Linked DNA regions of Anas platyrhynchos: region 1 is linked to region 2. The links are chromatin contacts, called in public Hi-C maps. All regions are on one chromosome and are shown on one strand. Each heading gives the region's core, a stretch centred on a gene start, on an enhancer-like site or on the middle of the called end of the contact. The rest is flanking DNA. Distances are from core to core; before and after follow the strand shown.

The links. Hi-C and Micro-C count contacts between places; a contact is called where the count stands out from the background.
Region 1: a Hi-C map of skeletal muscle shows a contact between it and region 2, with 2.8 times the contacts expected there. The contact joins the promoter of GOLGA7 here to the promoter of AP3M2 in region 2. A contact is called at or near these places in 2 of 8 Hi-C or Micro-C datasets (liver and skeletal muscle).

Annotation. Positions count from the first base shown.
Region 1 is chr23:310,286-312,985 of IASCAAS_PekinDuck_T2T, reverse strand. GOLGA7 (golgin A7) reads left to right here and starts at 1,319. Exons shown (of 5, transcript XM_027443514.3): 1 at 1,319-1,542; 2 at 2,510-2,662. The coding sequence starts at 1,432.
Region 2 is chr23:164,745-167,444 of IASCAAS_PekinDuck_T2T, reverse strand. It overlaps AP3M2 (adaptor related protein complex 3 subunit mu 2), which reads left to right and starts at 1,442. Exons shown (of 9, transcript XM_027443582.3): 1 at 1,442-1,814. The coding sequence starts at 1,542.

The DNA.
Region 1 (2,700 bases), core at 70-2,569, 150 kb before region 2:
TCAAAAGCACATTCTTTTAGAATATTTTATACACGCATAAAACATCTGAGAAAATGTTAACATCATGATCTTAACTGTTTGCATATTGGAACAAGCTAAAGGTTAGGAAGATGCAGTCCATCTGGTACAGTATTTACAGCAGATTATTTCTGAGCGCGCTTCTTTCAGAATTTGGGCTCACAATCCCGAACAAACCCATCCACAGAAGCCCGCCAGCACGCCGCGATGCATGGGTCCGGGGGGACCCAGCACTGCACTCCCTGCTCTTCCCCAGGCTCCCCCAAGTGACTTGGAGTTTCCTAGAGCCTTCGAGGAGATTGTTTGTTCAAGCAACCCCATTAGGTGTTTATTAGCCTTCATTATGGAGTGCTAGAGGGTTAATTAGTTCAGGCTGTTCCTATGGGAGAGGGGGGGCTGGAGGGTGAGGTGAGCTCAGCAGCAGCTGATAGCCCGGTTCCCGGGGCAGCTCACCGCTTTGCTGGATTTCTTTCCTTTCCTCCCCCCCCTCCCTTTAATCTCTTCCCTAAGCAAGACAGAGGCGTCGTTCCCCCATGCACAACGTGTTTAGCACGAGGAGTGCCCGGGCCCCAGCAAAGGCCGGGGTGCCCCCAGCTCCCCCCAGCCCCTCCACGAGCCTGCAGCAGGGACGCTGGGGACAGCTCAGCCCCGTCCCCAGCTGGCCGTGAGGCTCCACCCGCCAGCCCCCGCCGGGGCCACCCTCCCGCTGTGTCCCCGGGTGCTGCTCGCTGCTTTTATCGCTGCAGCGTTGCTGCTCCGGTCTGGGGCACGGCACGGAGCCTGCTCGTTCTGTGCTGTGAAAAACTCAGCAAATCAACCAAATCAACCAAATCAACCAAATCAACCAAATCAACCGTCCCTGCGCGCGTGGCTGCCCTGTTGCGTTGCGGTGCAGCTGGCAGGGGACAAACAACGACCCCCACCCCCGGCAACGGGCACGGGGGCGGCCGCAGCGCTGGGAGAGCCCCGCTCAGAGCCACCGGCGGGCGGCAGGACCCTGCGCGGGGATACGGCAGCGGGGGGCGGGGCTATTGCATTAGGAGGCGGGGTTATAGCACAGTGGGCAGGGCTATGGCACAGGGGGGCGGGGCTATGGGGCCAGGGGGCGTGTCTCCGGTATCGGGGCGGGGCTACAACCTGGGGGGCGGGGCGACAGCCCGGGTGAGGTGACGGGGCGGGGGCAGTGATCGCCACGCAGCCAATGGGGCGCGGGCGGTGCGCGCGCACGCGCAGAGGCCCGGCGAGGCGGCCGAGCGCTTGCGCACTGCCGCTCCCTGGGGCCGGCGAAGGGGCGGCGCGTGCGCGGCGCGGCACTTCCGCCCTCGTCCCGCCCCCGGCCGGGCCTTTGCGGCAGGCGGCGCCGGGCGGAGCGGGGCGGGGAGCGGCGGGGGGGGGCTCGCTGCGGGCGGCGCGATGAGGCCGCAGCAGGCGCCGGTGTCGGGCAAGGTGTTCATCCAGCGCGACTACAGCGGCGGCACGCGCTGCCAGTTCCAGAGCAAGTTCCCGGCCGAGCTGGAGAACCGGGTGAGGGCCGGGGGGGGGGGAAGGGGGCGGCGTCCCCGGGCCCCGGGCCCCGTCCCCGGGCCCCGGGCCCCGTCCCCCGCCGGGCGGTGCCGAGGCCTCGGGAGGGGCCGCCGGGTGTCGGGGTCCGGGCGTGCGGTCGGTGCCGCTCGGTGGGCTCGGGAACGGGCGGGGAAAACGCGTGGGAGGCGGCCGCTGCCGCCCCTCGGCGCTGCGCGATCCGCGGGGCCGCCCAGCGCAGCCGCGTTCGGTGCGAGCGGAGCAGAACGGGCTCGGTGTGTGCCCGGGAATAACGCCTGCCTTGTGGCACCGCGCAGAGCGGCTCGGCGGGCGCTGTGCCCGCACACGAGGAGCATCTCCGGGGTCTTCCTTTGGCGTCGTGTGCACTGAGGGGGTGTCTGCACGAGTGACAGAACAGCTGCGCCTTGCTGATGGCTTTTCTCCCCCTCTTTGTGTTTTTTCTTCTTTGTTTTTGTTCATTGTTTTTTGCGTGTTCTATGTCGTCCTATAGAGGGCTTGTTTGCCCAACATTTCAGGACCAGCAAGGAATTATTGACATCAAAAGTTAGCTCAATCAATTCACTTATTAAATGCTCTTCTTAATCTACCAGACCTTTGTATGTGTGTTAAATAACCCATTTTTTTTTTCCACCTTCATTTAAATTGCACTTTGATGTAGGTTTTGTTTTTTTTTTTTAACTCTTAATGGCTTTACATTCAGATTGTGTTGGAATTCAGACTGGCTCTAATCGTTTGGTGGCTATTTAACAGAGAATTACTGGCCTGTAACTATGAATCCTCCAGACTTTGGCTCTAAACACAGTGTCTGTTTAAAATGTTAGTAGGTGATGCGTCTAAAAACACATGGAAGCACAAACAGCGATAAATGAAGGCAGATATCTGGAGGTATTGGTGAGTTCTGGAATGCGGAGGGTGTGGTGTGATGGCTAAACTTGACTTTCTGTTGCAGATTGATAGGCAGCAGTTTGAAGAGACTGTCCGGACGCTGAATAACCTTTATGCAGAAGCTGAAAAACTTGGGGGCCAATCTTATCTTGAAGGGTGTCTGGCCTGTCTGACTGCCTATACTATCTTCTTGTGCATGGAAACACATTATGAAAAGGTGCGTTTCTTCTGTTCATTGTGTTGCTTAGAAGGCAG
Region 2 (2,700 bases), core at 193-2,692:
TACCTTTGTGCTGCTGTTTTCTGTCTATGATGCCTATATGACTTCTGTTAATACAGACTCCAAAAGCCTCTTAGAGAGTGATGTTAAAACCATACATATTTATTTTAAATTTATAACAGAATGCTGTAATTAAATGAAAAATTTATACCACTTTGTTGCTCTGAAATGCATAATTCATCTCAGTAATTTGAATTAGACATTTAAAAAACATCTTCAAAATGCACTTGAAACATATAATGAGTGTAAATGATAAACCAATGTATAGGTCAGTTGTCCCTTATTTCTGGTATAGTAAAAAAAGCTCACCTAGTGCATGTTGACTTAATAAAAGGTAACATCAGAGTAAACAGTCTGACCTCTGCCCCGTTTGGGGGGAAAATAGTACAAAAAAGATCTAATTTAAACTTTAAATGGTGCTGCCTTTTTTTTTTTTTTCTGACATGGTCAATCCATCCTGTTTACTCATCTTCCAAACCTGCTAGTATAACTGTCGGAGAGATACGCCCACAACATTGTAGAACAGTTAGCAGTGGAGACTTGGATCCGAGTCTTTCAGTGCTTTTGCAGCAGTCCTAACCAGTAGTCTGTCACCTTCCTTTCCCTGTAATAAAGGTTGTATGCTCAGACAGATTATTTCATGGTATCAAAAGGGCTTTTTCATTGTATTTACGTTTGTTCTCACAGTAGTTGATGGGAGCGGCCCTTTTGGACTATAAGGTAGTGAAATCAGGGAATTATTGGCAAAGGCATCTGCTTGACGCAGAAGACGAGAGATCTGCTCTGTGTACACAAGTCACCTGTCTTAGATGTGCAACGGAGTCACTCAGCCTAGGACGTAGCTGCGTTGTGCATGGCAGCTGTCGTTCTGACTGCGGCCGGGTTGTGTTTGCAGCTGTGCCACTGCTCCGTGGTGAGCAAGCCCAGAACAGCGCGGTGGAAAACATCCGACCGGCTGCTCCTCGCTGCGGCAGCGGGCCGCAGGCTGTACAGACAGGCGTCTGCCGCGGGAAGAACCAAGTTCAGAGAGAGTCAGGGAGAGGCTCCGTCCCCCTTCGGCCTGCCGCCGCAGGAGGCCGCGGGCTCTGCGCTCCGCTGGACAGCGAGGCCGGGGCGAGCCCCGCACGGCGGGGGGGCGGGGGCGGGCGAGGGGGCCCCGGGCGCTGTGGGGCCGGGGCGCCCCCTCCCGGCGGCTCTGCCCGCGGCCTGCGGGAGACGCAGCGCGGGGCTCGCCTTCCAGGCTGACTGCGGCCCAGGCAGGCCGCTCCGCGTGCGTCATCAGCCGCGCGCCTCTCCTCGGCCTATCGGGCTCGGCCGTCAGCGGGCCGCCCAATCGGGGCGCTCGCTGCGAAGCCCGCCCCGAGAGGCCGCGGGGGGGGGGGGGGGGGGGGGGGCTCTTCCTCGGCGCTGCCAATCCGCGCGCCGGGGGGCGGGGCCTCGGGGGGCAGGGGGCGGGGCCGGGACCGGGACCGGGCCGGCGGGGGGCGGAGGAGCGGGGCCGAGGCGAGCGGAGGCTCGGCCCGGCCGCGGCGCCGGCCGCCGCCATGATCCACAGCCTGTTCCTGATCAACGCCGCGGGGGACATCTTCCTGGAGAAGCACTGGAAGAGCGCCGTCAGCCGCTCCGTCTGCGACTACTTCTTCGAGGCGCAGGAGAGGGCCTCGGAGGCGGAGAACGTGCCGCCGGTGATCGCCACGCCGCACCACTGCCTGCTCAGCGTCTACCGCCACAAGATCTTCTTCGTGGCCGTCATCCAGAGCGAGGTGCCGCCGCTCTTCGTCATCGAGTTCCTGCACCGCGTCGTCGACACCTTCCAGGTGCGGCCGGGGGGGGGGGGGGGGTGGGAGGGCCGCGGCTGCTTTGCGCCTTTCGCCGCCTCTCGACGCCCGTCCTGCGCCAGCCGGGGGCTCCCGCGGGTCCGGAGAGCTCGCGGGGTCGGCAGGGGCCGCCCGGGGCGGATCCGCAGGCAGCCGGCACGGCCCCGCGGCAGCCGAGAGCTGCGCTGCTGCTTTGCGGTCTCGCGGCTGCGAGGAGCTGCGGAACGCGACCGAGCCGGGCTGCTCGGTAAAGAGCTCGTGCAGCTCCGGTGCTCGAGGCAGTCGGTGGCAGCCCGCCCGCCGGCTTACATCCGATGGTGTTTCTCGGAAGGGTCTCGTGCTCCCTGAAGAAAGCGGTGACAGCGGTTGCCTCAGAGCAGCTGTGTTTCCTCTGTGCTGTAGTTGGCACGAGTGCCACTCACTCTGGGGATGTAAAAGGCAGAACGGGCCTCTTCTGCGTGCCAGCAGTGCGATTGTGCAGTCTGGATTTGAAATGGCTCGTGACCGGCGTCCTACCAGAGTACAGGACATGTGAGTGCTCGGTCAAATGAGCATCACATGAGCTTCGCTTCCAAGTGCCGGTCAGGCCATGGCTCGTTGTAGGCACAGGGTCATCTTTCATTGAGCTCAGTGCTTGGATTGACTGTTTTTGTTTAATCCCCGGGATCTGAATCCAAGCAGCACAGGGTTTCTTGTGTTTGACTTTTTGTTGGTGAGACCTGTTATATTTTCTTTAGGTTGCCTGAGACTGGTTCTCATGCTCTGCTGAGCTATTTGGCTAGACATGGCTTGCATGGAAAAGTAATTTAATTGGAAATTCCAAAGAACGTTGTGACAGTTGCATTCCCAGCCATCATTCTGCAGTTCTTTTTTGTAGCCATGATCA